Regions from separate parts of the Zea mays genome. Here region 1 is linked to region 2. A link is a contact called in public Hi-C data. All regions are on one chromosome and are shown on one strand. Each heading gives the region's core, a stretch centred on a gene start, on an enhancer-like site or on the middle of the called end of the contact. The rest is flanking DNA. Distances are from core to core; before and after follow the strand shown. Region 1 holds the start of LOC100281307. Region 2 has its middle 26 kb from the start of LOC109941425.

Evidence for each region. Hi-C and Micro-C count contacts between places; a contact is called where the count stands out from the background.
Region 1: a contact with region 2 is called in a Hi-C map of leaf, with 8 times the contacts expected there. The contact joins the promoter of LOC100281307 here to the enhancer-like site in region 2. A contact is called at or near these places in 4 of 25 Hi-C or Micro-C datasets (ear, endosperm, leaf and 1 more).

What each region holds. Positions count from the first base shown.
Region 1 is chr8:105,572,857-105,579,682 of Zm-B73-REFERENCE-NAM-5.0, forward strand. LOC100281307 reads right to left here and starts at 1,568. Exons shown (of 6, transcript NM_001372496.1): 1 at 1,142-1,568; 2 at 866-977; 3 at 631-724; 4 at 367-544; 5 at 224-293; 6 at 1-30. The coding sequence starts at 1,497. It overlaps LOC103635648 (PHD finger protein ALFIN-LIKE 5), which reads left to right and starts at 3,034. Exons shown (of 5, transcript XM_008658054.3): 1 at 3,034-3,323; 2 at 3,422-3,454; 3 at 4,154-4,382. The coding sequence starts at 3,221.
Region 2 is chr8:105,498,690-105,505,315 of Zm-B73-REFERENCE-NAM-5.0, forward strand. No RefSeq gene overlaps it. Among protein-coding and RNA genes, the nearest start is that of LOC109941425, 26 kb to the left of the region's middle. Within about 2 kb of position 4,377, at least 17 of the 20 cell types and tissues checked have an H3K27ac peak or open chromatin away from gene starts, as enhancers often do. A contact at or near this core is called in ear, endosperm, leaf and 1 more, where this site is marked.

The DNA of each region.
Region 1 (6,826 bases), core at 318-2,817, 71 kb after region 2:
GCCCTCCGTGTCAGCCGGTCCGCGTATGATCTGCGTGTGCAGTGCATGCACATACTTTCAGAAAAGAAAAAAGCAGATTCGGCCATATATAAACGCGCCACTATGTTCATTTTGAGCTCCGGTATTGTCCTCTGAATTCACAAAGACATGTGAGCCTTGGGACAATACCCGATGTCAGTAAAGGATAAATGGAGTTTCAACTAATTGGAGATAGGTGTCTTGCCTCAACCAATTCATCGTCCACAGCATCTTTGTTCCCATAAACAGAGAGCAAGATGTCCTTCAGATTGTCCCTGTTGCATCCAAACCGTCACAGAACAGCGTCAGCGAGGCCAGGTCAGAGGAGGAGTGTTCAGATCGGCATGCCTGTTTTTCACGCGGTTAAAGAGCGCTGATGCTATCGGCCGCTGTTTCAGCAGGAAGTCGATCAGCCAGAGCAGTGGCAGGAGCAGCTTGATCCGCCAGTCATCGACGATCGCCTTGTTGTTCATGCCACCGGCGCAGTTCAGCAGGACAAGCCCCCGGACGGCTTCTCTGCTGGACTCTGCCCGTCATTAGCAGGAGCAAACTGAATTTCAACGTGGGTACCGAGCTAGTTTGCAGAAAGAGAATTTACAGACAGATTGGAACCTGATGCAGCAATGACGCACGCGAGGCTTCCAACCGAGTTCCCGACAAGCACCGTGGGCCTCCTGACCACCTCCTCCAAGAAATCCAGTATCAGCTGCTTGAGACAACGCATACACCATTGTTTTTTTATTCTTTTCAAAAATCATCAATCTATATTTCTAAACTAAATTTATGAGAGCAATTCAGTTCAAATGTCAGATCAGATATTATATCAGACTGAGAGCACAACACTTGCCTCGGCCCATGTCTCCATCGTGTAAGAAAACCCAGGAGGCTTGTCCGACGCGCCAAACCCCAGCAAATCGATCGCGTAGACGGTATAGGATTCAGACAACACCCCAATGTTCCTACCAAGCGAGTTGATCAATGTTCCCAGCAATGGTTGGCGCATGCAGAGGCACAAGCTCGAGCACATGGCGTGCGTGCACCAACGGTCGCGCGTTGAGCCCAGGTAAGGTTTCATCAGAAGATTATGATCGATCAAGGGGGCGGACGGACAAGGCCGGCTCACCTGCGCCAGTGCGCGACGGAGGCGCCGAAGCCGTGGACGAGCAGTACGGGCGGCCCCTGTCCTCTGGCGAGGTAGTTCACGCGCATCCCTCGCCACGTCCAGGTGGTGCAGCCCCCGCGCAGCTCCTCCAGCGACAACGACGACGCCGTCGTCGCGGCGGGCGAGGCGGCGCTGCTGGCGCCAGTGCTTCCGGCGCGCGTGAGGACGCGGGTCGCGGCTCGGAAGCTGAAACGGCCTTGGGAGGACGGCCGCGCGGCGAGAGGAAGCGACGAGAAACGGTGGCGTCGGCCAAGTGTTGGAGTTCGGGCAGCGACGGAGGAGGGGTGGAGGTGGTGGTGGGCGGCGACCGCTGCCATATCCACCCCCGCTCGGCTCAGTGGTTGTCGCGGGTGTTCTGTTACGTTTGCGCTCTCTTGGCATTTTTCCGCGTCGGTTGCTGTCCGGAGGCGACTGTGAGCTTACAGTTTTTCTACGGTTTAGATTTTTTTCCTCTTCAGTTTCTGTGTTACGAGGGTACGGCCGTACAAACAAAAAAAATGCCCTCAACCTTGTTATTTAAATATTTAATTTATTTTCGAACTAAACCCTAAGAAAGAGAAATAATGAATATTTATTGTCCGCTAGTTTATTTTCGAACCGAACCGCGAGAAATAAAAAAACGGAGGAAGTACTTCGTGATCACTATTTGTCACATGGCTCGTGAGGTTAGTTAAATAATTAGCTACAAACGACGTTTGATACATCGATTTTATGGTTATGTTGATCTCAAATTTATTTTATACTAGTACAATATTAGTCCATCCAAATTATTCGATTAAATGTTAGTACATAATGATTATGTAGTTTAATATCTCGTGCTGATATAGTAAAGACAATAACTTGCTTAGTGTGAAAATTGAAAATTCTATAATCGTTTTGGATTTTATTTTCATTTGTACACTAATGGGGTGTTTGTTTGGTTGTAATATGTCCAAATTATATAATACAACAAATTTTAAACTAACATTTATTTCAAAATTTATTGGATATATAATCTGAACATATTATAATCCCAAACAAATATCCAAGTAATGCCATACAGAAAAGAGCTTACCACACTTATATGTGCAGCACTTCACAGTAAAATCTAATCAATGTTTGCACAACAGTTATAATTTTAACAGAAGAAAGAACAAAAAAGCAAAAGCGTGTTGAGACAATAGAGCAGAAATAAGATGAGGAAAAAATAACATGACGAATAATCCTTATTTCATCAAAATAATGAAGAAAAAATATTTACCTTCACAGCTCTATTAAGAAAAAATATATTTAGGATGATATTTGTGTAAGTTAGAAGTAGCCTAACATTCTCAATATCACCTCTAGAATAGGGTATTATGGTTATGGGCCCTATGTCTATTAGTAACTCATCTGAAGACTTTCTGTACAAACCTTTACCTTGGTTGATGCTAAGAGAGGTTCCCATAACATGGTGTCTTGGAAGTGGTGATCACTATTTTACTTTTCTCATTGGAATCCTTAATGCGTTTTGGCTATGACTTTCCCCCTAATAATATCCTTTGCACATATATTGTCTCTTCGAAAATAAATACATATATCGAGTTTTAATTAATTGAATATTTTTAAGTTTTACTATAAAAATGTATCCAAATAATTTCATAATAAAAATATATTTTAATTTTAATTTAATAATACTAATTTATTATAAATATTAATGTTCTTAATATATTTGATCGAAATTAATAAAAAATTGATTCCTCATAGGATAAAATATGTACTTATTTAAGATTCAGAAAGTAGTTTTTAATGAAAATAAAAAAGTAGTAATTGTTTGCAAACGTTTTGTGTTCTGTTGTTGTTATTTTCTACTTTATCCTGTTCTTTTATGAAACGCCCACTTCATTCCGTGAAATAGAAGTAAAATACAAAATCTCCCCGGAAATGACCACAACTTTCTCTCAAAATAAAACCTCACCCCTCCTTGGTCTGCGGCCCTTTGTCCTGTCTCCTCCCACCCTTGCCTCCGAGTCACCTCCTCCCTTGGTCTCCGCCGTCGCTGCCTCCTTGCCGGAACCCTAAATGGACCCCGGCGCCGGCGCACACTACTCCGTCCGTACCGCGGAGGAGGTTTTCCGCGACTTCCGCGGCCGCCGCGCGGGCATGATCAAGGCCCTCACCAACGGTATGCTACCGTCGCTCGCTCCTTTGTTCCGGATTTCGCCTGCCTATCTGGCGGCTTCGCCGGTTCTAACGTGTTGCTTGGTTTGATGGTTTGCGCAGATGTGGAGAAGTTCTACCAGCTGTGTGACCCCGGTGAGTCCGCTCGATCATCTGTCGTAGGGTTGTGGGCCGCTGTCAGTGACTTGGTTTGGTTGCTAGGGTTAGGGCGTTCGGTCGCCCTGCTTGGTGTCCCGAAGCTAAATTTTACACTATCTGTACTGGAAATGGGAACCTAGTACTGGTCTCCTGTGGTTTCAGTTGACGATGTTAATGGTTTGGAGTGTGGTGACGGGTGAGCGATTGCAATTGTAGGTTGTGCAAAAGGTTGGATGGAATCCTCGAATTCGTGAGGATTTTATTGTTCATGCATTGTTTAGCTTGACTTTTGACTCATGTTTGCCGTTGATACTGCACTGGAAAATGTAGGAATTTATGGGAAGTTCCAGGTTTGGGTGCTGGGATTCTATACTCAAAAGTAGCCAAGGTTGTTGTATCTTTGTTGATTTTTTTTGTTTCTACCATATTCCATAAATGCAATGCAACATAGGATCATGAGTTATGACTCATGACATATCTTAGAGTTAGTTACTTCTTTGTTTTAGTGAAGCCAGTGAACCAATTTTTTGTGCCAATTGTGCCATAGAATTAGTTTAGGAGTCTGATTGCTTCATCTATCTTGTATTTTAGCGCATCCATCTAGCCTTTTCTTTTTAAGCCTAGCACTTGCACTGAGTAAATTACAAGTAATACAAAACATCGGTCCTTTGTATCTACTAATTCGTTTTTTTACAGAAAAGGAAAACTTGTGCCTTTATGGCTACCCCAACGAAACATGGGAAGTAACTTTGCCAGCAGAGGAAGTTCCTCCAGAGATCCCTGAACCAGCTTTGGGTATAAACTTTGCTAGGGATGGCATGAATGAGAAGGATTGGTTAGCGCTAGTTGCTGTCCACAGCGATTCCTGGTTACTAGCAGTTGCATTCTACTTTGCAGCCCGGTTTGGGTTTGACAAAGAGGCCAGGTAACGGTTCCAGGCACCTAATCTTTTCAGTTTCTTTGAAAAAGAAATTCATATATCTATGGTTTTATGTCCTTTATTTGCTTCAAGCCTACATTTTCACAAATTCCTCTACAAGTTAGTATTGACCAACATATATGGAAGACTTGCAAAAAGGAATTCATCATCACTACTTGTGATTTCCACCTGATTGAAAAAACATTGTGATTTCTCCTTTGTCAAGGATCAGTTGGATTATTGTATTTAGTGTTTGCTTGTGCATAATCAAACATCAGAGTTGATTTGAATGTGGCTTTCAGATCCATTTGTACTGTTTGGATTACAAAAGAATTGGCAACACAGATTAGGATTCAAATCAATTGGCAATTCAGTATTATTTGCCAGCATATTTTTTTGAGTCGTAAACTAACATGTTTAGGACAATGCTTAACATAGGCTGTGATACTGCAATGAATATCATTGTTAGCACTTCGGCAGCTCCAAAAACTGACGTGTGCACCATGAGAAGGCTTAGGAATTTGCGGTTAAATTTCACACATGCTCATGGCTTCGCTTCGGTACATTTGGGGAAAAGGCCTTCCGGAGACAGACTAGCTAGCATATGGCGGAGGATGATGGTATGGGACTATGGGTGGCGGCCAGGAGAACTCATCCATTGCCTCTTGCAGTGAGAAAGAAACAGCTTGGCGAATTAGGAAGATGCATAGTCAGATCTGAAGCCATGTAACGAGGTGAAATCAGTGGAATGGTCGCGGGAAGGACTAGGCAGAGACGCACGACAATGAGCTGAGAGATAGTAGTGAGCTCCAACCAGGGTGCACATAAGAAAATGTAGGCCTGATTTTACGCCTGTTTGGCAGGTCTTCTTTCGGCTCTACCTCCTCTGGAGGAGCCAGAGCTAGTGAAGCCAGTTTTCAGCCTTCACTGGCTCCTATTTCATTCTGGAAGCAACACCGGCCTTGAGGGTGGGCGGACGGGGCGACCGCACAGGGCCCCTCATCTTCGAGGGCCCCCACCCATATGACGTCATATATACATGTAAACAAATACGAAATACATTTGGTTAATTCTCAACTAATTAGTCCTACTCGTACGAGAGGTAGAGTTCGTGAGCCTAGCAAGGGCGCAAGAGGCGAGATGCCTGAGACAACAACGCAAGATAGCATGGTGTGAGTGATCATGAGCCTAAATTTAATCCATCTCCTACTAAAAATGGTAATATCGAAGGGCAACCAAATTTTAAGTGTTTATATTGATATGAATATTTTAAAATGTTTCTTAAGTACTTATATCAGTATTTTTATACATTAAAAATAATTATGTAGGCCTCTATTTAAATCTTGCCCCGGGCATCTAAGATCTCAGGGCCGCCACTGTCTGGAAGGCAGAAAAAATAGCTCCTTGCTACAGTCAGAATATTCCCTACAAGCTGGAGCTGAGAAGCCCTCTCAAACAGGGCCTTAGTAGACCACCTTAAGTGATCTCCTTGTTTCAGTGGCCTCTCCTTATAGCATGTTTAGTTCACGGAATGGCACCAGGAGGGGTCATCCGAACCTCGATGGGTTGTTTGGTTTGGCAAGGGGAACCAACACATCCGCCATGAGATCGCACCCTCTGCCAGTATATTCACGGCATCTACTCGTTTCTCTTGAAATAGTTGGCCGAACACATGCCGGACGCACTGATGTCAGACAGGGTCATTCCCCAAACCAAACAGCCTATTAATCTCCCAGCACATCTCTTTTGCTTAAAAGATCTTGTATTGGAATCTTGGCAGGGTCGTGCAACCCACTCAGTCCACCCATCCTAGGTGCAGCCTAGCTGAACGACTAGAAATATTTTTATATGGACTGCGTCGAGACATGCTGGCCCCCAGATCAGTTGAAGCGCTCTATAACAAAGCGTTACCGTCTTCCCCTCGCAAACTTTCACTCTTCTCGAAGTCACCTTCACTCAACCAGTCAAGCCAAAGCCTAGAATCGATCTGACCATTTTCCTCTTCTAAAATCCAGTTGTATACATCTAAAAACAGGCATCATAGATCTGGCTTTGGATTAGTTCCTGGAGTCACACCAACAGGCTGCCAAATTAGGTGGTTGCACATGGTGTCTCATAAGTCTTTGGAGCTAGGAACCACGATAGTTGAGTGCTACTGCCCACATTGCAGGTGGGGCAGCGACTGACCAGGCTCGTAGCGTGATGGTCAGGAGGCCTCACACTTTGGCTAAAAGGTGGAGCTCTTTCAATCCTCTTCTTGTGGAATCGCTTCATGTTATCTGCTAGTGCTGTGAGTTCTTATAAATTTCAAAACTTAACCTTATGTATGTTTGTACGGATATGGGATGGGCTATATAAACATTTGGCAGTGCTAATTTAGCTATTAAATTGACACAGAGGTAATGTACTGACTTTGTGGCATTCTAGGGGAAGAAATGTCTCGCTAATTT
Region 2 (6,626 bases), core at 3,127-5,626:
ATTTTGGTGGACAACATTTTTGTGTTTATAAATCTATAGATCCACATGTGTGGTTTGCACTCTGTTGATCCCTTTAGGCAATGACAAAAAGGTATCAACCTTTTAGGTGAAATGGCGACTACATACAACTTAATGGAACATGCATGCCTCTGTACCCCCAAAAAGCTAAGGAATTAGTGGTCCACAAGCAACCACAAGGTCACCCTCTTCAACGACATCTACAACTAATTGTTAGTAGCCCGTTTTCGAGCGGGCCAGATGATGCTATGCTCCTTCAAAGCGGTAAAGGAGTGCTTCCGTAAGAGGACAAGTGAAACATACTTCAAGCTGGAGCACATGTGTCGTACTATTCACTATCATCTCAAGTGTATGCCAACACGGTGATGACAACTCCAACGATGGGAACAAACGATTTTGTCTCAACATGGACAACAATTATAGCTCTGCATCACCGGACAGTGTCAAACCAACATACCCTATTGGTCACGATAGGGCAAGAGCGCAACACAAAAGGCAAGGGCCAGCAACAAGTAGCAACAGGTCCTCTGCCATGGAAAAGAGCATGTTGAACAAGTTGTACAAGACCTGCCAAAGGATAACTCAATTAAAATTATTTGAGAACTTCACCAAGTAACTGGATCAGTCCACCACTGATATGAATAATGACATGAAAAGGGTCCATAGATTGGTCGTAAAAAAATAACCAAGCAATTAAAACTAGATGAGAAAAAAAATACAAAAGAGGAGGAGGCGAATGACAATGAGGAGTAATAATGTATCATTTTATGGACTATATGATTTTTATATTATTTATTTATTTTGTTAGAATTATATTTTTTCTCAATTACATGATCAGATGATCTTTTTCCAAACAAAACACTATGTTTCGTTTCAAATAAGAGTATGTAAAAGAAAAACTAATGTGATGCTGAGCTGGATATATATAGGCTGCGGCTGCCCTGCAGGCGCAGGTGCTGTAGCTGTTCGGACTGCTGCAGCTGTAATTCATAGAGACAAAATACTGTAGAAGCCGCAGGTTCGACGGTCTATGGCTGCATCTTCAAGTACTGAGCCATACAAGCCTGGAACGTTCGGCTGCCCGACTGTTGTAGCTGTGCTGCAGCTCTGACTGTTGTGGCTGCAGCCACTGTCTAGGTGCAGTAGCAGCCCAACCAAAAAGAAGTGCAGCCAAACATATTTTCAACGAGCAGAGTATACTCCCTCCCACCTAGTATATAATACATAATCATTTCTAGTTCAAATACCAAAAAGTGTAATTATCTCTATCTACTATATATCTAGAGAGAGTACAGCTTATATTATTAGACTAGAATAAAAAGTGGTATGCCTTATATTCTAGGACGGATGAAGTAACTAAGTACGGAGGATCAGGAGATAGAAGCTAATCATATTAAGAGGGGAGTCGAATTAGATAACTAAGTTTTCTAGTATCACTAGGCGTTGGAATCATACACATTACATATAGGCCTAATTAAATGACATATATGAGAGCAAGCGAAAATGTTTAATGAAATCGGTTTTAAAATGCTAACTATGCTCTATTATGTTTGGTAAATCATTCTGAGAGATATCATATTTTAGAAGAGAATAGAAAATGCTCGTGGTGCGGATTTTTAGTGTGCACTAGATATGTCTGGCGGTACACTTGGCATGGCATCGAATACGAAGTCGGCTTGACCATAGTGCATATTTTTTAAACCAGTCATCAGACATGGTGCACTGGACAATGAAGTACCAAATAGCCCACTAGATAAGGCACCGTCAAATGCACATTTAACTCTGTAGCATACTAGACGTGTTCGGCGTGACACCACATATACCACACTTTTTGGTGGACAACATTTTTGTGTTTATAAATTTATAGATCCACATGTGGTTTGCACTCTGTTGATCCCTTTAGGCAATGACAAAAAGGTATCAACCTTTTAGGTGAAATGGCGACTACATACAACTTAATGGGACATACATGCCACTGTGCCCCAAGCAGCTAAGGAATTAGTGGTCCACAAGCAGTCACCCTCTTCAACGACATCTACAACTAATTGTCAGTAGCCTGTCGAGCGGGCCAGATGATGCTATGCTCCTTCAAAGCGGTAAAGGGGGGGGGCTTCTGTAACAGGCCCACTGAAACGTACTTCAAGCTAGAGCACATGTGTCATACTCTTTGCTATCATCTCAAGTGTATGCCAACACGGTGATGACGACTCCAACGATGCGAACAAACGATTTCGTCTCAACATGGACAACAAATATAGCTTCACATCATCGGACATTGTCGCACCAACATACCCTATTGGTCACCAGCATAGGGCAAGAGCGCAACACAAAAGGCCAGGGCCAGCAACAAGTAGCAGCAAGTCCTCTGTCATGGAAAAGAGCATGGTGAACAAGTTGTACAAGACCTGCCAAAGGATAACTCAATCAAAATTGTTTGAGAACTTCACCAAGTAACTGGATCAGTCCACCACTGATATGAGTAATGACATGAAAAGGGTTCACAAATTCGTCGTAAAAAATAACCAAGCAATTAAAACTAGATGAGAAAAAATACGAAAGAGGTGGGGGAGAATGACAATATGGACTATATAATTTTTATATTTTTATTTATTTTGTTAGAATTTTAACTTTTCCTCGATTACATGGTCAGATGACCTTTTTCCAAACAAAACACTACGTTTCATTTCAAATAAGAGTCCGTAAAAGAAAAGCTCCGAGGTGGATGTAGGTTGGCGATAAAACTATGAGCTGGAACGCGCTACGGTAGATAAGAATTGAGAACGGTCAATAATTTAATTGGTAGTGTGGTCGGTAGTGGATGTAGCTGACGGTATGAAGTATGAACTGGGTGCGTTGGATCCCGCTCCCGCCTAAGACAAGGGGAATTACATTGTTTTTTCTCCATCCTAACGGCTAACGCTGGGCATACCATACGACCCATCACCCATGCACCACAAGCTCGTAGTTTGGTATCTCACTCTACTCAATTAATTAGTGGCTTGGTTTGGCTTGGCTGCCCGACTGCTGCAGCTCCCTGACTGATGTGCTGCAGCCTCTGCCTAGCTGCAGTAGCAGCCCAACCAAAAAGAAGTGCAGCCAAACATATCTGAGCTAGTATATTACTCCCTCCAACCTAGTCTATAAGACATAATCATCTATAGTTTAAATACCAAAAAGTGTAATTATCTCTATCAACACTAGTACCACTACATATATATAGAGAGTACACCTTATATTATCGGACTAAAATAAAAGGTGATATGCCTTGTATTCTACAACGGAGGGAGTACCTAAGTACAAAGGATCAGGAGATAGAAGCTAATCATAGCAAGACTGTCTCCAGTTATGGCTTGTTCGGTTAGCTCTCAATCCATATGGATTGAGTGGGATTGGGTGGGTTTAAATCCCAAGTAAGTCAAAGTTGTTCTAATTTTTTTCCAATCTCATTCAATCCATGTATAATAGGAATAACCGAACAAGGCCTTAAGTGTGTAAAATGAGGGGTGTGGAACTGTAGATGACAAATGTTGTAGAGAGTAATTTAAAATACGGGATGAGATAGAGGATTGACTAGGAGATCTGTTGAATATAGCCTAAGAGGGGAGTCGAATTAGATAACTCAGTTTTGTAGTGCCACTAGGCATTGGAATCATACACATTACATATAGGCATAAATGATATATATGAGAGCAAGCGAAAATGTTTAATGAAAACAGTTTTAAAATGCTAACTATGCTCTGTTATGTTTGGTAAACCATTTGAGAGATATCGCATTTTAGAAGAGAATAGAAAATGCTGGTGATGCGGATTTTTAGTGTGCACTAGATATGTCTGGCGGTACACTTGGCATGGCATCGGATACAAAGTCGTACAGCTCGAAGCAAGTGCACAATGCAAGAATAAAAGCAAAGAGCAGTAACATATAGTACCGCCAGCTTGTGGAAATTTTGTCAAAGCAGAGTAGCAGTACGCTCTAGCGTGCGTGCCTCCTGTTGGTTGACCTGCGTCAGTTGACTTGAGGGGTTGACTTTCTCACCAGCAGGCACGGCGTGGGCGTGGACTCCTAAACCAGCTTATACTTTCCGCTAGTTTGAAAATGGCGAATGCGACCGTGCGTGTGGTGTGGTGTGGTGGTCAGCGTCTATAGATCGCAAAACTTTTTGAAAAGGTACATTTTCTCCCAGACCAAAACACTCTCTGTTTGTTGTTTGGTGATTGCCTCATTGCTTCATTGGTGTCAATATCGGTCGTTGCTGCTGATTCCTCGCTCTTGGGCTTTGGTGTTGCACCAATCCACACCTCCACCAGGCCCACGCTGAAGTTAGCATGTGTTGGTTAACACGGCTGCCCACTCGCCAGTATTGTTACCTTGGGCCCATCGAGGCCCGACTCCGTGCAACAGCTGGCCAGACGCCCACGAACCCCAGCCTAGAAGCATCGATATCTCCGTGTCTTCTCTATATCTTCTACCTTTTAAAGTATGAGCTTCATGCGTTACGCGGGGTGCGAAGCGCCTAGGATAGATCTATTTTTTTCTCCTACGTCTTGTCTAATAACCAGGACGTTATCTTCTACATGTACCCTAAGAAAACATTTAAACCCACAGTGCTCTCGAATAGTATCATCTCGCTAATTAAAGGAGGACGAACGAGCTATAAAAAAGACATATCCCCTTTCTAACTCATATCTTTCTTGGCATTTTGGCTAAAATAAAGTACAATATCTATAGTGTGATATCTAATATGTAACGTCATATGTCCATTTTAATTTTAAAATTATTTTTTTGGGATGGTCTACATTAATTTTTTATGATGATCCATCACACTATCTTACCACTCATCCCTCGAGTACCGTATAACTGTTGCACTATACCATCAAATATGAGAAATATGATTGGTGTACAGTCGGACGTCGTGGCGGTCCGCTTCCGTAAGCAGGCTTGTAGGCATATGGGGCGAGCTACCTCCATTGTCCATCTAACGGTGTTACAAGATTCACATGGTCTAGGATTAATTTGACCATCCAACACAAAATGTAAACCAGATCTACTAGCAGATAATATCAATGACACTAGAACAAAACAGATATAGAACGGCTCATAAAGATTAACGTACAAAAGGTAAACAAACAACAAATCTATCCATAAGACCGTTATAGAAAATGCAAATTTACTTACACTGCTTCCTAAGAGTGACGATGAGGAACAAGAGTGGACGTGCGCGAAGCACTGTCTAGAAACTTGATTCCTTGGCATCCGTGCAAGTCTTTAGATCACTGGAATAGGTTTAGAGACACCTCTCTCCCTAGATCTGCTACATAGTATTGAATTCGGAGTGCGGAAGATAGTTCTTCTTGCTATGAGTTGCTCAATCAATGTGGATAACTTTGGGAGCAAACTCAAAACGATGTGAGCAAGAGAACTTTAGAGAGGGAAGAAACAAATCAAATAGTGAAGATTAACACAAGTGGACACGATGATTTGTTTCCCGAGGTTTGGTTCTAAAGAACCTACTCCCCATTGAGGAGGGCACAAAGGGCAGATCTATTTCAACCCTTTCCCTCTCTCAACCGTTCACTTAGACCGATCGAGTGCTTCTTCTCAATCTTACGAGTCACTAAGACCCCGCAAGGATCACCACACAATTAGGTGTCTCTTGCTTGCTTTACAAATCACCTAGAAAGTGTAGAGAGAGATAGAGAAGGCACGATTAAAAGGCAAGTAACAAGAGCAATAAGAAAAGACACAAAAATCACACTCTCTCAAGTCACTAATCACTAATGATCACTAGTCACATATGGAACTTGGAGAGATTTGGAAGCTTGAATTTTTCTTTGGTTGAAGTGAATGCTCTTGTATTTAATGAGAGTGAATGAGAGGCTTGGATGAAGTGAGTGGAGGTGGTTGGAGTTGTATTTATAGCCTCCAACCACTACCTAGCCGTTGCTTCTTTTCTGTCGACCGCAGACGGTCCGCGCCCCTGGTCCAGGCGGTCCGCCCCTGCACATCAACGGATGAAAGCGCAACGGTCAGCGGTAACGGCTATATCAACGGCTATAGTGCATTTAATGTGTCATCAGATGTCAGATAAAGCAGTCACGGACGATCCGGCCGTGCACCCCGAACGGTCCGTGAGAACACTAAAAGTGCATTTTACCGAACCCATCACCTTCGGGTTTTTCTGGTTTTTCAACGACCGGACGGTCCACGCCTGAGGCCGGACGGTCCGCGCTTGGTCCCGGATGGTGCTCGCTTCTCCTTCGGACAGTCCGCAGTGTAAACGATGGTCTAGGATTAATTTGACCATCCAACACAAAATGTAAACCAGATCTACTAGCAGATAATATCAATGACACTAGAACAAAACAAATATAGAACGGCTCATAAAGATTAACGTACAAAAGGTAAACAAACAACAAATCTATCCATAAGACCGTTATAGAAAATGCAAATTTACTTACACTGCTTCCTAAGAGTGACGATGAGGAACAAGAGTGGACGTGTGTAACACCCAAATTCTAAATTTGGGATTGGTAGAAGAAATCTGAGCAAAGTACCCTTGATAAATAATTTAACTTTATAATTCACCCTTTTTAAAGGTAAATGATCA